Regions from separate parts of the Mus musculus genome. Here regions 1, 2, 3, 5 and 6 are each linked to region 4. A link is a contact called in public Hi-C, HiChIP or PLAC-seq and promoter capture Hi-C data. All regions are on one chromosome and are shown on one strand. Each heading gives the region's core, a stretch centred on a gene start, on an enhancer-like site or on the middle of the called end of the contact. The rest is flanking DNA. Distances are from core to core; before and after follow the strand shown. Region 1 has its middle 23 kb from the start of Ldc1. Region 2 holds the start of Fndc5 (fibronectin type III domain containing 5). Region 3 holds the start of Serinc2 (serine incorporator 2). Region 4 holds the start of Kpna6 (karyopherin (importin) alpha 6). Region 5 has its middle 15 kb from the start of Gm46724. Region 6 holds the start of Pum1 (pumilio RNA-binding family member 1).

Region 1 (2,700 bases), core at 66-2,565, 530 kb after region 4:
AATGTTTAAAATTTTTAAATTTCACTGTAGAGTTTAAGTATTTTACTTTTTAAAGCTTGATTTTTTATTTATGTGTATGAGTGTGTGTGTGTGTGTGTGTGTGTGTGTGTGTGTACTACCTGCATAGGGATGCCAGCAGAGGTCAGAATAGGATGTTCCTGGAGTAGAAGTTATAGGGAGACTTGTAAGTCACCTGATGTGGGCTCTGGGATCTGAATTCAGGTCCCTGCAAGAGCAACATAGGGTCTTAACTGCTGAGTCACCTGTCCAGTCCTTGGATTTTGTTTTAAGGAGAACCTTCCAGACTACTTATTAAACACGCAGACTCCTGGTCTCACCTCCCAGAGATGATCCAGTGGGTCTGAATGAAGATCAGCTTTAAGCAACTAAGATGTTTGACGACAACAATAGCGTCTAACTTTGGGGGAAGTTATATAAGAATTTCAGGTATTTCCCTCTTTTTACAAAGCTCCCATTGCTGTGTGGATGCCGTGTATATGCCGGTAACCCCAACAGTCAGGAGACTGAGGCAGGAGGCTAATGAGTTCCACGTCTCCTCTTTGACCTCCTAGGTCAGCCCAGACCTGTCAGCCTCTCTGGTCAGTGCTTCTGGGCCAGCCTCCTCCCCAGCCTATGAGCTGTCTTCTGTATCCTCTGATTCCATCTGTGCGTCACCTTCTCGGGCACTCCCTGAATTCCCTTCGTCATCCAGCACGTTCTATCATTCTCTAGTTTATCTCCTTATCTACTTCCTGTCTCCCTCCACTCCCACAAGGATGCCCTTGCAAAAGAGCTGTGATCTCTCTTGTTCCCTTCCTGACTAACCCTGGGGCCCACGGCAATGTGGCAAAGAGTAAGTGCTCAGTAAGCATTATGAATGAATGAAGTAGGCAAGGACAAATGACTACTGAGAATCGTCTCTCTAGACTATTAGCGCCTCAGAAGGTGTGGGGTGGGGTTGCAAAAGAAAAAGAGGAAAGGGGGGTGGTGCTGCAATGGATCAACGTGTCTTGCCACCAATTCTGGTTTCAGGATTTCGATCCCCACAACTCCACAAAGGTTGGAAGAGAAGGGAACCAACTCTTGGAAGTTATCCTTTGGTTGCCACGTGGTCATCGTGGCAAGAGTGTGTCCCCTGGAAACACACTCACACACATACAAAATAAACGAAGGTTTAAAGGGGCGGGGACGGGTGAGAGGCGGGGATGGTGGTGGTGGAGACTCATTTGGCCTTTGATAACTGGAGTTCAGAAACCCAATGGGAGCTCAACCCAGGCGCAATGCCGATCACGGCCAGTAGGTGGTAGAAAGGCACCGTGGCTGAAGCATAGACTAAGCAGGGCACCTAGCACCTGGGTTGATCCTGAGCCATGTTTGCTGTGCTCAGACCTCGCTGAAGAGTGGGACCCACCGAGGACGGTAGACTTTAATCCCTGGCTTTCGTACTGGCGAGGGGACCCAGGGAAAGCTGCTTCTACATGTGGGTAGGAAAAAGTCCCGAGGACTTCCGGGGTCGTGGGTGGAGTCGGGATCTGCAGAGATCCCGGGCCACCTCAAGTGTCAGGCATCTCCCAGTCTTTGTACCTCCATCAACCTCCACCCACTCTGTACCTGTGCCCACGGCAGGACACGGATGAGGACAAACCGACAGCTCTCTGACTCCAGCTGTCCTTGCACAACCCGCAGCGGTGCGCAGGCGAATCCTCTCCCAGCCTTGTTCTGGCTGTGTGCCTGCTCCCTTCTGGGAACAAGAAGCTCCTCCTGCCCTCTTCTCTTCGTGATGGCCTTGGTACTTGAATCACTGGGAAGCGAATCTGAGGAAAATTCAGCCTGCTGGCTCCAGTGCTCTACACAGGCTTCGATGCATCACTCGCCCTCCACCCTGCCCTGCTTGGCTTGAGGGCTAACCCGCTTCCCGCCTGGCTTCTAAGCCTTCTTTCTCTTCCTTGACGGATTTTGCTCTTGGAATTCAGAGCATGATTTCTCACCCTAAAATGAACCCTCCCTCTTCCTTTGGTCCCCGTCTTCCTGCAGCCTTCCCTTCCGTTTCTGCTACAGTACATCTCCCTGAGGAGCTGTCCGTGCTGGGCTCCCTCACACTCCTTGGACCCCAGAAGCCCATCAGTGGCCTCCGCCTCATCTTGTTTTTTCCCTCACCTCATCTCGTTTCTTTCATCAGCAGCCTTGGATACAGCCGAGCATCCTTTTCTTCTTTTTCTACTGCTGATGTCCTTGACCCAGAACTGTGGAGGCCACCCAATATTGTCCCCTCTCGTTCTCTCATCTTGACCTCTCCTTAGAAACTGGTTCTTGTAGGGTGTAGGGCCCTCCAAACTTGTTGAAGCAGAGCCTTGATTTCCACCCACCCAACCCCCATTCCCCACCCTAGCCATGAAAGGGCAGCCCTGGCCCTAAACCTTGAAGTCCGATTTTGTTGTTGTTGTTGTTGTTTTGTTTTGTTTTTCGAGATAGGGTTTCTCTTGTATAGCCCTGGCTGTCCTGGAACTCACTTTGTAGACCAGGCTGGCCTCGAACTCAGAAATCCGCCTGCCTCTGCCTTTGCTGGGATTAAAGGCTTGCACCACCATGCCCGGCTTGAAGTCCGATTTTACTTCCTCTTATACCCATCTGTCGGGCTGCCTGGCGGTGTTACTGCTGCTCAGAGGAGGCCGATTGCAGTCCGTGACGGGGTCTCCAGGC
Region 2 (2,700 bases), core at 21-2,520, 540 kb before region 4:
GGTCTAACCTCACTCCTTAACCTTGGCTCTCTGACTGCGACTCCAGCCCAAGAAAGTAAGAGGCTGAGGCTGGGGAGCCTTCTGCTGTCCTATAGGGATTCTCCTTAGGGCAGGACAGTAAATGTGGGGTGGAGGCTCCTCTCTGCCTCTAAGGCCATCAAAGGAGTAGCCAGAAGGGTGTGTGAGGACAGGCTGGCACCTGGCTGTTCCCAAGGTGATGGAAAAAAAGGGTTATCAACGTGTGCTAATTAGCTGGAGCTATCTGCCACATCTTCCAGCCCCTACCACTTTAGAGCCATTAGCTAAATCACTGCTCAGTCAGGTCAGAATGGATATAGTGGTCCCGAGAGCGTCCAGAAACCACAGCCCTCTGATCTTGGAGAAACACGGTTCCAGATTGTTCTTTTAATAATCTAGAATGTGCCAGTTTTAGAGAGAGAGAGAGATTCTAGATGCTGGAGTGTTGAAGTCACTCTGGGTGAGGAGTGTGTGAAGTTGAGCCCACCTTGGATTCAAATCCTGCCCGTGGTGGGTCCTTGGACAAAACAAGTTACCAAACTGCAGTATCCACCTACATGAGACGCCCCGCAGCAGAGTGGACCTGAAGGGGCTGCAGAGAGAACCAAGTCCCAAACCCAGCCAAGGCCTACAGAGTGTCTGCGCCTGACAGATATTCGCAGTGCTCTCGAGGGGATTAAAAATAGGCACAAGAAAAAGAAAGGACTGGTCTGAGGTCTCAGCTAGACCTCCAGGGAGTCAGAGGAGAGCCTCTTCGGCCCCAGTACACACATTCCCCAGAGTACCGAGTCTGTACCCCCCTTACACTCTACAGCTCGTGTGTGTGTGTGTGTGTGTGTGTGTGTGCCTGGGGTGTGGGCTGGAGTGAGAGATGGGGTACAGATGGGCATCTCCCAAGCACTTGCCCTCCCTCTTCCCTAAGGAAGAGCGGGACCGGGGCCAGGTCAGGGTTAAGGCTGGGACTGACCGCGGCACGGTGCTACGGGTCCTGCATCGGTCAGAGAGCGTGAGCCGCGGGGTCCCCAAAGCCCCTGGCTTCCCGGGAGCCCACAGAGTGAAGAGCGGGGACAGGAGTGGGGGCGCCCTCGGTCCTCACCCCGCCCCCGCCCTCTCCCCGCAGCGGGGGCGCCCCGCCCCCCAGGCGCCCGACGTGGACGCGGCCGCTGCCGCCGCCGCCGCCACCACCGCCGCCGCCACCACCGCCGCCGCCGCGCGGGAGTCGCTGTCCGCGGAGCCGATATGCAGGCGGCGCGGGGCGGCGCGGGGCGGCCGGGCCGGGAGGGCCGCGGGCTGGAGCGTGAGTGCGAGCGGTCACCGGGCCCAGGAGTCGCCATGCCCCCAGGGCCGTGCGCCTGGCCGCCCCGCGCCGCGCTCCGCCTGTGGCTAGGCTGCGTCTGCTTCGCGCTGGTGCAGGCGGGTAAGGGGGCCTGGGGAGGGGGACGAGGGAGGGAACAGCTTCCCCTCCCACGCCGCCACCGGGAAGTCCTCGGTTCCCTTCCTGCTCCCTGAGGACCTCCTGTGTCACCTGGTCCCTACTCTCCTAACCTGACCCTAGCGCCTCCGAACCTTCTTGACCCCTAAACCCGTCCTTCAGCTTCCAAACCTCTGCCAGTCACCTCAGCCCTGAGTTTTTAAAGCTCTTGCGGCTCCTGGTCCCTTCAGGTCATCCCCTAACCCTGAGTCTTTGCCTCAGCCACCTTTTCTGGCCCTGAGAGCAGCTGAGGACACTAGTGCCCCACCTTGGGCCTCCCTCTGTATCCCCAAAGATCTCTCAGGGACCCATAGGCAGCTAGCTGCGCAGGAACGACTATGAAGAGAACTGTAACCTGAGGTTGAAGGGTGTTTGCGGGGACCGTGGGCGGGGGCGGGGGGCGCAAACCCTGCTGCAGTTAGTGTCTGGCCCACCCCATGGGGCTCTGCCTCCCTAGATCACCCCAATCCTGTCCCTCCTGGCAGCTGTTGCTGCCTCCCTCTCTTTCTCGCCCTGCTTCTGTCTCCTTGCCTGTCTCCAATGTTCCACTTGTCTGCTCTCTGGTTCTGTGACCTCAGCCACCTGTCTGTGTCCTTCTGTCCCTTTCCATCTGAATGTCTGGCATAATCCTGAAGCCTTGAGTCCACTTGTCTGAGGGGTATGGGGCTACTGCTCAGGGCCAGGGCTTCTAATCACAGCCCCTGCCCTCTTGCATGATATAACCCCGTGTGACTCTACTCCCCTCTCCTGGAAGGTCCTTTCTGCCCTGCTCCTCTACTGCTCTCCCACTTATCTCTGACGTTTTCCCCATTCACCATCTTCCTTCACCCAGAAGGCCTTGCGCTATCTTGGTGTCTCTCCACCAAGGGACCCTGTTCTGAATGTCCCCTCTTCTCTAACTTCCTCTATTCCTCGCACGTGAGGACCCACAGAGTATGGAGAGGCTCACATAGACCCTTCCCCTTAGGCGCCCTCTGCCCAGCTTACCATGTGAGGTTGCCCCTCAGCTCCATGCCAGGGCTCAGCCCCTCCTGGCTCTTCATCTCAGGGTCTGTCTCCTTCCCTCAAGGTCACTCACTTGACAACATGAGGCTATAGAAAGTGCAATGGACTAGGAGTCCTTGTGGCTGCTTTTTCTCAAGCTAATCAGCTCCTGAACTCCATTCAGCTATTCCTCGCTCGGTGCCCAACCACCTATCCACTAGCTCTCG
Region 3 (2,700 bases), core at 5-2,504, 600 kb after region 4:
TCACTCTCAGAAAATGGCTACAAAGAAAACCTCTAGATGCGCAGCTCTCTCCTGGGCACCCGCTCCTAACACGCACACAAATCAGGGACAAAGGATGCAAGTCCTGAACGAACCTTCCTACAGCAGCCAGCCGCGGGAGCCCTCTCCGCCCCTCTTTGTGTGGGGCCAGAAGGGGAGGGAGCTGTCTGAAAGAGCCTCAGATTTAATGAGGGGAAGAAGGAAAAGAAAGGGGGCTGGGGAAGTGGGGGCCTCCCGGCCGGTTATGGCCGGCCGGGTCCCCTCCCCTGTGCTGGTTGCTGCCCCAAAACAGAGCTGGCCTCCCGCCTGGTCCCCAACAGTGGCGACCAGGTGGACACACGCAACCTCCCTCAATTTCTGGATCTTTCCAAATCCAAAGTTTGGCACAGGTAGTCAGTGACAACCGACACCAACCTCGCTCAAGAGCGGGATGGGGGGGGGGGGGCTCCTGCCCACCCTTCTTACCCAACCCCCATCTCCTTTCCAGCTCGAGCTGGAGGGAAAGGGTCCAGCGCTTGCAGGGGGGGTGCCCTAGAGTGAGCGGGCCAGACTGCGCGCCGAAAGAGGATGCAGACGGAGCTGGTTACGACGACGTTCAGACAGACAGACAGTGCCCGAATCCTAGAGAAGTGAACGGGACAAACACAAAAGAACAGACTAAGCCAGGCGACAGGGGCAGACAGAATGACAGACGCTCTGCCAGAAAGACAGTAAGCTCAGCGGGGCCGGGACCCTACCAGTTACACAAAGAGTCCCGCGCCCTGGAGAGAGACGCGCCACGCAACCTGGGGGTGCTCTGAGCTGGGGAGCGCGCAATGGCCGCGGGGCTCCCCGCACCCGCTGCCGGCCTCAGTATCCCGGTTCTCGGAGTGACGGCGCCAAAGGCGCCCGGCCGCGCCCCACCCCTCCCCCGCGGTCACCCGAGCCGCGACACCAGCTGTCCAGCGCACCGCGGCCGAAGCGGAGCAGCTGGGGGATGAGGATAAGAAGGGCATCGGTGGGGCCTCTGAAAGGCAAGTTTGGAGGAAGCAAAAAGAAGAAAGTACTTGGAGGAAGAAGGTAGAGAAAAAGTGAGCGGGGCCGCGGCAGGGACGAGGTGGGCACTCACGCAGCTGAGCAGGGAGCAGGCCCCGAGACAGGCCCCCATGGCGGTGAGGGGCGCGGGGCTCGGGGCACCGGCCTCGGATCCCGGATCCGGTGGGACTCCAGGCGCTTGGCTGGCCCCACCCCAAACCCATCCCCGCCCCAGCCCCGCCCCACCTGCCGAAGCCGCTCGTCACTTTCCGGCGACGCTCGGGGCCTCCTAGGACTCACCTGGGACAGGTACTGGCGCCAGACATTTCCTAAAGAGGTTGAGATGGGGAAAGTCCAGCAACGACAGGGGCACAGCCCAACTCAACTCTGAGCTAGGATTGTCTGCTGAACCAAAGCGAGGATTTGGAAATACATCTGGATTTGAACTTCATAGGAGCCATTGTGTGACCGACCCCAAATACTGTCATTGTTAGAGGAAGTAAGAGGTGGTCTTCCCTGATGCCCTTGGATCTTGGCGGAAAACCTCGGCCCAATCTATGGGTGCTCAATGGTAAATTACTAGGCAAGGGGGTGGGGGGATGGTAATGTAGCTGAGTCGGTAGAGTGTTTCCAGAGAATTCATGAAGTCCTAGGTTTGATCCACATAAAACTGGGCATGGTGGCTCTCGCCTGTAACCCAGCACTCAGGAGGCAGGAATCACAAATTCAAAATTATCTTTGGCTGCATAGCCAGATCTAGGTCAGCCTGGGTTACATGGGATCCTGCCTACGGAAAGAAAGAAGAGAAGGACAGACAGAGGGAGGATAAGGGAGGCTACTTTGCTTCTCTGAGTCTCAGTTTCCCCTATTGAAACTAAAGGTGCTAACCTCATGGGGCTGTTAGAACACACAGCAACTGCTCCATGAATAAAAGCCTGTGTCATTCCCATCCCTGTTAAGGCCCCAGATTCGTACTTGTTTAGACCCTCTCCTCTCCATCCACCTTGTCTTCAAACTCTGGACCTGTCTTGGATCACACACACACACACACACACACACACACACACACACACACGAGAGAGAGAGAGAGAGAGAGAGAGAGAGAGAGAGAGAGAGAGAGAAACACAGATAGATATACAGAGAGAGAGAGACAAATACACACACACACACACACACACACACACACTGCTCAGCACTCCACACACACACATATACACATAAGAGAGACAGACAGACAGACAGAGATACACACAGGCACACACACTCACTGCTCAGCACTGCACACAGAGAGACAGAGACAGAGGCAGATAGACATACACACAGAAAGAGACACATACACACAGAGAGAGACACATACAGAGACACACACACACACACTCTGTTCAGCACTCCTCACTCCCTATCTGTGTACAGCCATGACCTCCTAGCTAAGGAGGTCACTGGGTGAGAGGGCATCCTGGCAGGTCATCCCCAGGATCGGGTGTGAGGCGCAGCAGCAGAGTTCTGTAATTATGGTAGCTCACCCCAGCCTTCTCCCCCACCAACTCTAGACCAGATAATGTTAGGGAAGGAAGTCCATAGGTTTGGCTGGCCGCAGGGGCCAAAGATCCGGCCTAACTGCTTCCCCGAGTGATTCATACAGCACCTGGCTGAGCTGGTAATTGTGCC
Region 4 (2,700 bases), core at 37-2,536:
TAGAAATGCACTACTCTTTACAATAGGCGGAGGTCAGCAATTCACTCTAAACTTTTCCACTTTCATTCAGACTAAAGATTTCAAACTGGACCCATATCAAAACACAACTTCCCAACTTTACGCAGGGTTAAAACTGTCCCCCCTCTCTCTCATCCCACCACTAGAGGGCCAGCCCATAAAAGGCACCAGTTAATTCCTAGGGCTCTGGAGTGATCACCCTGGTTTAATCACCGCGTGACCTTGGATAAGTTACTTTACCACTCTAAGCCTCAGTTTCCCCATCTGCAAAACAGGAATAACAGCAGCACCTATCCCACTAGATTGCAATTAGGTTAAACAAGACACGTTAAGCACTGACAATAACGTCTGCACGTACAGATTGGCAAATTTAAAGTTTTTCACTTTACTGATGCCAACAAATTACCAATACTGGTTTCACTTCTGAATTCGAAGACCATCATCGTATTCTTTTGAGCAACGGCTTTCGTATCCGGAATGCTCTTTAAAAAAGATCAACAGGTCTCTCTTTTTCTCCTAACCAGAGTTGGCCCAGAAACAGTAAGTCCCTGACCTGTCTGTGCCAAGAAGTCTTGGCTTTGGTCTCTCTACCACTGCGAAGGCTGTCACTGAGTCTAGCCGAACCACCCCATTCCTGCGCCGACTGGGACATTTTCCTGGCCTTCAAAGGCCCAAGCTCTGCTGGACCCGGCCGGCCCTTGGTTACCGGGCCGGAGCTGGCCTGCCCTGGGTCTCCTCTCCAGAGGACTCTACCCTCTACGTAGGCAGCTAGGACTTCACTTGGTTCAGAAGCCCGGCGTCCAAAAGCCCGAGGAAGCAGGCTCTCCGCGGCCAGGCCTGCTGCTGGAGCCCGGAGCCCGGCCCCCGGATCCACGGCAGGCGCAGGGCGAGAGGGCAGGGCTCTGCTTACCCCGGGAAGCGCGAGCTCTGACCCGAGGCCACCACGTGGGGACAGCCCAGGACGCTAGCAGTGCGGAACAAGCCCCCAGGGCTGCTCCCCGTGCGGGCGGCCCTACGCCAGCCCTAAACTGGCCCGAGGGGCGCTCCCGATCTGCCTTCTCCTCCCATGCCTCTCTGGATGCTTCCGACATCTGCTTCGGACGAGAGACAGGCCCTCGCCAGACCCCGCTCCCCGACACCTCGGCCCGAACACCCATCTCCTGAGCCGCTTCACTCACCCATCGCGGCTCCGCTCGCTCGGACTTGGCGGCGGCCGCAGCGGTAGCTTCAGCGGTAGCCTCGGCAGACAATATGGCGGACCTGCAGGACGGCGGCCTGACGGGGACAAACGTTTTATACCGTGCTAAAACGCGTTCTTAACCCTCACGCCCCCTTCCCTCCAAGGGATATCAGGATAGGGGCGGGCTTAAAGAGAACGCAGCCACTAAAGATGGCAATTAGGGATGGAATAGACAGCCGAGGCTGGAGGGAGACTAGAAGGAATATGTACAAAACAAAGTGTGTCAAACTCTCTGCCTCTGCTTCTGTCTCCCAAGTGCTGGAATTAAAGGCGTGCGCCACCACCGCCCGGTTGCCACAAGCACTTTAAACCACTGGGCCATCTCTCTGGTCCTTGCTGTCTGTGGTTTTAAAGGCAGAAGGGGCAGAACGATTGGACCTGGAGATCCAATCTCTTTCTGTTTTTATTTCTTCTTTATGGCGAGACCTTCTTTCCCAAAAATTCTTCATAATTAAGCCTGTATAGACCCTGAACTAAATAATTATTTTGAGAGAGGAAGTGATTCGTTCAAGGCTCCGGAGATAAGGAAAAGGAGTGGAGATTAAGCTGGGGTTTGAATATTGTTTTTGTTCATTTGAGACAGGATCTTTACTATGTATCTCTGGCTGGCCTGGACCTTTATAAATCAGAAAGACTTCAAACTCACAGCGATCCACCTATCTGCCTCCCAAGTGCTGAGGTAAAAGGCTCCCAGACCAGTTGTTTGTTTACGGGAGGCAGGGTTTCAGATATCCTAGACTTGAACTCTAGATTCTCCTTCTTCCACCTCCCCTCTGCTGAGGTTACAGGTGTGCGCTATCACACTAGAGGGAGTTTGTTTCTCCAGCAAAAGGGTGTGGTGGGGTAGGGGCAGAGCCCAGTAACCTTTTAATGACAGGGTCAGTTCTATATTGCTGACTAGTATGACCACCACCTTCCAGTGTCTGACTTATAGCTATTGAATGAATAAATGAACAAATAAACAAGCAAACAAATAAATAACAGGTCAATGAGCTCCCTTTTTTAGTGATGAGGACCTTGAAGCACGTGCCTTTTGAATCAAGGAATTTGGGGCTGATGCTTATTAACCTCCTTATTTTGCATGATAGCATTCCAGTCTTCCACATCAACACACAGAGCCGGGGTTACGTCCAATCTTGCCAATTCTAACCAAATGCCTGGCCGATAAAGTGAAACAACTCAAAAGTCAAATTCTATGACTTGAGGAAAAGGAATACTGTTATCACAATAATCAACCTCCTTATCTCACTTATCTCCAAAATCGTTCTGCCCCATCTGTCTTTAAAACCAGAGACAGCGGGGCTGGTGAGATGGCTCAGGGGGTAAGAGCACTAACTACTCTTCAAGAGGTCCTGAGTTCAAATCCCAGCAACCACATGGTGGCTCACAACCATCCGTAGTAACATATGATGCTCTCTTCTGGTGTCTAAAGCTACAATGTA
Region 5 (2,700 bases), core at 128-2,627, 580 kb after region 4:
ATGCCAGGCCCAGGCTCAGTCGGGCTCTGTCTCAGGCAGGCTCTGTCTGCCTCTGTCTGTCTGTCTGTCTCTGTCTATCTATCTATCTCTGTCTCTCTCTATTTCTGTGTGTGTGTCTCTTTGCCTGTCTGTCTGCCTGTCTCTGTCTCTGTGTGTCTCTGTCTCTCTCTCTCTCTGTCTGTCTGTCTCTGTGTGTCTGTGTGTCTGTCTCTGTGTGTATGTGTCTGTCTGTCTCTCTGTCTCTGTCTGTCTGTCTGTTTGTCTATCTTCTCTTCAGCTGCTGCTCGAGGGTCAGAAAGTAAAGCTCTCAGCTTCTGCTCCAGTGCCACACCTGCCTGCTTCCTGCCGTGATCCCCCCAAACTCCGGAACCTTCTAAACCTATACAAACCCTCGGCTAGATGCTTTCTTTTGTAAGCCTTGGCCATGCTGTCTCCTCACAGCAGCAGAACAGTAACTAAGACAGTTAGCCACGCATTCAGCTGCACTGCTGTCCCATTAGGCACAGTAATGGGACTCAGATATACTGGGGTTGGCTTTCCCCATCTCAGTGACATCCGGACCAGGCATAGCAGAGCTCCCACAGACATCAGGGACCCAAACTCTTCCATGTCTCCTAGGCAGATTTCCATCCACGGGTTTGTTGTTCTAATCATCCCAAGAAGGTTGCTGTAGCTCCACACACTGCTTTGAGTTAAAAGGCAGAGCAGGACCTTATAACAGAAAGGCAAACACAGTCAGCATTTTCTCCTATATCCGATTAGCTCAGAGAGGCTGCAAAGTGGCCAGGCAGCAAAGGGAGAAGGGGCTGATACAGTTAGGGTTTCCATTGCTGTGAAGACACACCACGGCCAAGGCAACTCATAAAGAAAAACATTTAATTGGGGCTGGCTTACGTTTTCAGAGGTTCAGTCCATTATTGGACAGCTAGGAGGGGGGCCTCATTGCCCACCCCCACAATGATACACTTCCTCCAATAAGGCCACACCCACCCCAACAAGGCCACACCTCCTCCAACAAGGCCACACCTCCTAATAGTGCCACTTCCTGGGCTGAGCATATTCAAACTACCACAAGGGCCGAGACTGTCTGCTGTGTAAGTACTGAGTGCAAAGCACTTTATGGCTTACAAGAAAGCTACTGTGGCCGCGGTCATGAAAAATCCAGGTGAGGTCCCGAGAGGGTAATAACACACAATGACACATCAAGGCAGACAGAACTAGCCAAGCCCAGAGCACTCCAAGCACTGTCTGTTTCAGATGTCATCGACCAGCTTTGCATTCACCCTGCCCCCCAACCCCCTTGTCACTCTGCAACCTAAACTGCAGGTGGGGCTGAAGGACAGTGGCCTGGGGACAGGACGTTGTAGTTCCTCAGACTCAAGGACAGCTCTTTTCTCAGTCCCAGTGCAGTAAGGAAGCACACCCTATCAGGGGCTTGCAGGCAACAGAGCTTCTCTTCCCAAAGAGGGGAAGTGACCAGAAAGGGATAGTGACAGGTCTACGAGGAAGAGAGGGTATGTGTGGTGGGAAGGAAGAACTGAGGAGCCAGGAACAGATGGGAGGGTGGGTGAAAGTCAGGTCACTGGGTAGCAGGAGAGGGGACAGCTAAACAGGTTCCCTGTGGGTGGAAGTCAGGTCACTGGGTAGCGGGAGAGGGGACAGCTAAACAGGTTCCCTGCCCTGGTGGGTGGTGACAACCCTACCTCTAGGCTAATGAGTGTGACACCAAGGAGACAAGGGGAAAGTCCTTCACCTACTTAGAATAGTGGCTCTTTGCTCTGCCCCTCCCCCATACCACCAGCAAGGCCCGGCCCAGCCCCTGGCACGTGGTGAGTGCATTGCTGACTGAATGATCTGAGACTGTAACAAGCTTACAACCACAACCACTTTTTCTTTTTTTGGGGGGTGTTGTTGAGGGAAGGTTTTTTGTTTTTTTGTTTTTTTGTTTTCTTTTTGTTTTTGTTTTGGGTTTCTCTGTGTAACCCTGGCTGTCCTGGAACTCAGTTTATAAACCTACCTCTGCCTCCCGGACAAGTGGTGAGATTAAAGCTGTGCACCACCACATCTGGCAAATCAACCACCTCTACAAATACACAGGCCACGAGGACACCCTGGGCATTTCTTTTCTCCTGAAGGAGAAACAAGGAAAGAATAGCAATGCATGGTGCTCTGACAACCTCACTCAGAGGATCTCGGGGGGCGGGGGTTGGGGGGGCAGGGGGCGGGGCAAGCACATCCTCCAGACCCATCCCTAGTGAGAGCCTTCCTCAGCTTCACGAAGTCCAGCCTTTATGCGCCCCACCTCACCCAGGGAAATCTGTCTAAAATACTATGTGACTCTACCACTCAGCTGTAGTCATGGGGAACATCCCAGCATCAGCTCACAGCTTTAGGCCTTCTGCCAGCTCAGTACCCCAGTAGTTCCCCTCTGTCTAGTCTCCCCACATCCCCTGAGGGAGACTGTACCATCCCGCCCACACCTATCTCCTTGATTTCCTCTGACCCCGCATGCTGTCTGCACTCCAGTTTGTACTTGCCCTTGAGCTCCTCTTCCATGGCCTTGTGTACCTCAGCAAATGTCCTCTCAGCCCAACGCTTCCTGCTCTGTTTTCAGGGTGTCTATTTGAATCCCTATACTCCCCGAAACCCTGGTGGTACCTAGGAGATGGTTGTGTCCTGGGCAAGACTATAGAAGCACCC
Region 6 (2,700 bases), core at 72-2,571, 990 kb after region 4:
TTAAGGAATTTCAGGTCTGGTTACAAGCTGGCTTTCTGAATAGAGTATGTTCTTGAGTTTGAATATCGAGACCTGGTGGGGGGGGATGTAGCTCAGTTGTTTGGTAGGGTGTTGCCTGGCATATGTGAAGTCCTACATTTGGTATGTCTGTAGTAACAGAAGGAAGGTATGGAAGTAGGCTCAGGGGGTCAAGGTAATCCTTAGCTACACAGTGAGTTTGAGGGCAGCCTGGCTCTATGACACCCTATCTCAAAAACAGAAATAAAAAAAAAAGCGAGGTGGTGGTGGCATAGGCTGTTAATCCCAATACTCAGGAGGCAGAGGTGGGGATATCTCTGTGAGTTCTGAGGCCAGCCTGGTTTACAATGGGAGTTCCAGAACAGCCAGGGCTACACAGAGAAACTCTGTCTTGAAAAATCAAAAAGAATTTAAAAAGCCTAAAAAACCTAAAAAAAAAAAAAAAAAAAAAAAAAAAAATTGAACGGTTCTTGAAGGCAGAGACAGGTGGATTTCAGTAGGTTAGAGAGCAGCCCAGCCAGAGCTACAACAAAAGACCCTGTCACAATAAAAACCAAACCAGGGCTGGAGAGAGGGCTCATTGGTTAAGAGCACTGACTGCTCTTCCAGAGGTACTGAGTTCAATTCCCAGCAACCACATGGTGGCTTACAACCATCTGTAATGGGATCTGACACCCTCTTCTGGTATGTCTGAAGGTAGGACAGTGTAATCACATACAAATGCATCTTTAAACCAACCAACCAATCAACTGAAATGGAGTGCTTGCAAACACCTCTGGCTTCTAGTTCTCAGCTTAATTTGCTTAGTTTCCATCTTGATATTTCTAATGACCTTTGAACAAGGGTCCTGCCATTGTCATTGCGCTCCAGATCCTGCAAATTAGGTTGAGGTCCTGCCCTCCATCAGCATGGTCGTTCTGTTGCTCTTTTCTTTTGTATGTTACACTGGGGAAACGAGGCAGGAAAAGATGCAAAAAGGCCAGGAGCCAGAGGGCTAGAAGGGGTTCGAACCCAGACACTGGCCAGGCTGTGCCAAGGTTCAGGCACAGCCCCAGGTTGGCGTCCCCTCCCCCCCACGGCAGCCCGGGCACTCCGTGCGCGCTCCCGTGCCTCCCACCCCGCTCCCTCCGCGGCGGCGGCGCGCGCTCGCCCCAGCGGGCGGGCACAGCGGTTGTGTGGCCTGCGAGTTTCCCCGAGTTCACACAGGCCCTGCCGTTGGCATGGCAACCGGGCAACCTGTTCCAGAGCCGCCCGCCCGCCCGCCCGCTCCGCACACGCCGCTGCCACCGCCGGAGCTGGGGCCGGCGCCGGCGCCGCTCCCATGATGCACCGCGTCAGCCCAGTCCCCAGTGGGCCGCCATGTTGTCGGAGTGAAAGGTAAGGGGGAGCGAGAGCGCCGGCGAGCGAAGATCGGGGGGCCGGAATCCATCTTCATCCTACCGCTCCGCCCGTGAGTATCCGCGCCCCGGTGGCCCCAAACCGTGCTCCGAACCCCCAGCGAGCCGATGCGCCTCTCGTATTGGCGTTTGGCAGCGGTTGGCGGGGCGAGAAAGGGCTTAGAGACGCCGCCGGGCCTGGCGGAGGCACCGCGCTCGCTCCGCTCGTACGTGTTTGGGAGGCGGCAGCGAGGCCCTATTGTTATCCGCGAGGAGGGGGTGGGGAGCGGGCCGCGGCCGGGGCCCGGCTCGCCCGCGGCTGCCGGCGGCTCCGTGCCTCCGTTCGGCCCTGCCGGGAGTCCCTAGAGGTTGGTGTTGCCGTTCGGCTCGGCTTCTTTTTTTTTTTTTTTCCTTCCTCCCCTGCATTTATTTATTTATTTTTTGGATGGATCTGAGCAGCCCCAGGTCCTCTCTTGTGGCCGCGGAGTGGAGATTCTGTGGTCCCGCGGGCTCCTTGGACTTGGCTGGAGCTTCCGTGGCAGCGCCGAGGGAGGAACAATACAAGGCTTTAGAAAGCGGGCGGTGGGCCACGGTCCTCGGGCGAGCCCCCCATGGTGGTGGGGGAGTGGGCGATCTTGCAAGCCTTGAAATATGGAGAGGTGACCATCAGGAAGTTTCGGATCGCTTTTTAAGCGCCTGGGTTCCTTGTGGCCTTTTGTTTCTGTGAGAGCTTGTGTGTGTTTTCCTCCCCCTTGAGGAGGGGGTGTTCTTCCTCTCTGATCCTCCCTGTGTTGGTGTGCTTCCCTCTCCAAGGGGCTTTCAGCAGGTAGTAGGACAAACATGTAGATAGCTACACAGTGCTACAGTTTCGGTCCTCACGAACGCGGTGGGTAAACATGGGTCATTTGTTTGACTCGTCAGTACCACTCCCACGTTAAGGGAGGAACACTCCAGTAACTTTTCTCCAGTGAAGCTCACCCCTCTTCCCAAGAGCTCCCCTCCCACATCGCGAGGAACTCCCACATAGATGACCAGAGAAGGCTTTATCCCCACCATAACTTTGAAGGATTGTTCGTTTTCATTGTGCAAATTACGATAACGCTTCGTTACACTTGATCATTTTGCTCACCCCATTAATTACTGGGATTATTAAGATGATTTATGAGGGCTTTTGGGCGTTCAGTTTTTAAAGCCAGTTACTTCTGAAGGTAGGATTGTAGCTTGAGCTGTTTGCTTTGGTGTAAAAGTTACTAATGTGGCTCTCCTTTTAAGATAAGCAGCTTCCTTCAGGGTTTTTAGTAAACCA

The links. Hi-C and Micro-C count contacts between places; a contact is called where the count stands out from the background. HiChIP or PLAC-seq counts read pairs in DNA pulled down with a chosen protein or histone mark. Capture Hi-C pulls out chosen DNA fragments and counts their contacts.
Region 1: a contact with region 4 is called in an H3K4me3 HiChIP or PLAC-seq map of forebrain, with 3 times the contacts expected there. The contact joins the enhancer-like site here to the promoter of Kpna6 in region 4. A contact is called at or near these places in 1 of 39 promoter capture datasets (cranial neural crest) and 4 of 115 datasets of contacts at active chromatin or transcription factors (the NIH/3T3 cell line, embryonic midbrain, forebrain and 1 more).
Region 2: a promoter capture Hi-C map of liver shows a contact between it and region 4. The contact joins the promoter of Fndc5 here to the promoter of Kpna6 in region 4. A contact is called at or near these places in 1 of 115 datasets of contacts at active chromatin or transcription factors (microglia) and 2 of 9 other capture datasets (adipose tissue and liver).
Region 3: a contact with region 4 is called in a Hi-C map of erythroblasts, with 5 times the contacts expected there. The contact joins the promoter of Serinc2 here to the promoter of Kpna6 in region 4. A contact is called at or near these places in 2 of 39 promoter capture datasets (cranial neural crest and hippocampal neurons), 1 of 484 Hi-C or Micro-C datasets (erythroblasts), 3 of 115 datasets of contacts at active chromatin or transcription factors (embryonic hindbrain and embryonic stem cells) and 1 of 9 other capture datasets (embryonic stem cells).
Region 5: a Hi-C map of embryonic stem cells shows a contact between it and region 4, with 5 times the contacts expected there. The contact joins the enhancer-like site here to the promoter of Kpna6 in region 4. A contact is called at or near these places in 1 of 484 Hi-C or Micro-C datasets (embryonic stem cells) and 4 of 115 datasets of contacts at active chromatin or transcription factors (embryonic hindbrain, embryonic stem cells, forebrain and 1 more).
Region 6: a contact with region 4 is called in an H3K27ac HiChIP or PLAC-seq map of embryonic stem cells, with 4 times the contacts expected there. The contact joins the promoter of Pum1 here to the promoter of Kpna6 in region 4. A contact is called at or near these places in 3 of 115 datasets of contacts at active chromatin or transcription factors (embryonic stem cells and extraembryonic endoderm stem cells).

What each region holds. Positions count from the first base shown.
Region 1 is chr4:130,197,791-130,200,490 of GRCm38.p6, forward strand. No RefSeq gene overlaps it. Among named protein-coding and RNA genes, the nearest start is that of Ldc1, 23 kb to the right of the region's middle. Within about 2 kb of position 1,316, at least 54 of the 459 cell types and tissues checked have an H3K27ac peak or open chromatin away from gene starts, as enhancers often do. A contact at or near this core is called in forebrain, where this site is marked.
Region 2 is chr4:129,135,729-129,138,428 of GRCm38.p6, forward strand. It overlaps Fndc5 (fibronectin type III domain containing 5), which reads left to right and starts at 1,271. Exons shown (of 6, transcript NM_027402.4): 1 at 1,271-1,435. The coding sequence starts at 1,351.
Region 3 is chr4:130,274,332-130,277,031 of GRCm38.p6, forward strand. Serinc2 (serine incorporator 2) reads right to left here and starts at 1,255. Exons shown (of 10, transcript NM_172702.3): 1 at 1,127-1,255. The coding sequence starts at 1,165. It overlaps Gm34957 (a long non-coding RNA gene), which reads left to right. Exons shown (of 2, transcript XR_376686.3): 1 at 1-1,603.
Region 4 is chr4:129,671,481-129,674,180 of GRCm38.p6, forward strand. Kpna6 (karyopherin (importin) alpha 6) reads right to left here and starts at 1,287. Exons shown (of 14, transcript NM_008468.4): 1 at 1,197-1,287. The coding sequence starts at 1,200.
Region 5 is chr4:130,250,199-130,252,898 of GRCm38.p6, forward strand. No RefSeq gene overlaps it. Among named protein-coding and RNA genes, the nearest start is that of Gm46724, 15 kb to the left of the region's middle. Within about 2 kb of position 1,378, at least 37 of the 459 cell types and tissues checked have an H3K27ac peak or open chromatin away from gene starts, as enhancers often do. A contact at or near this core is called in embryonic stem cells, where this site is marked.
Region 6 is chr4:130,662,000-130,664,699 of GRCm38.p6, forward strand. It overlaps Pum1 (pumilio RNA-binding family member 1), which reads left to right and starts at 1,322. Exons shown (of 22, transcript NM_030722.3): 1 at 1,322-1,468.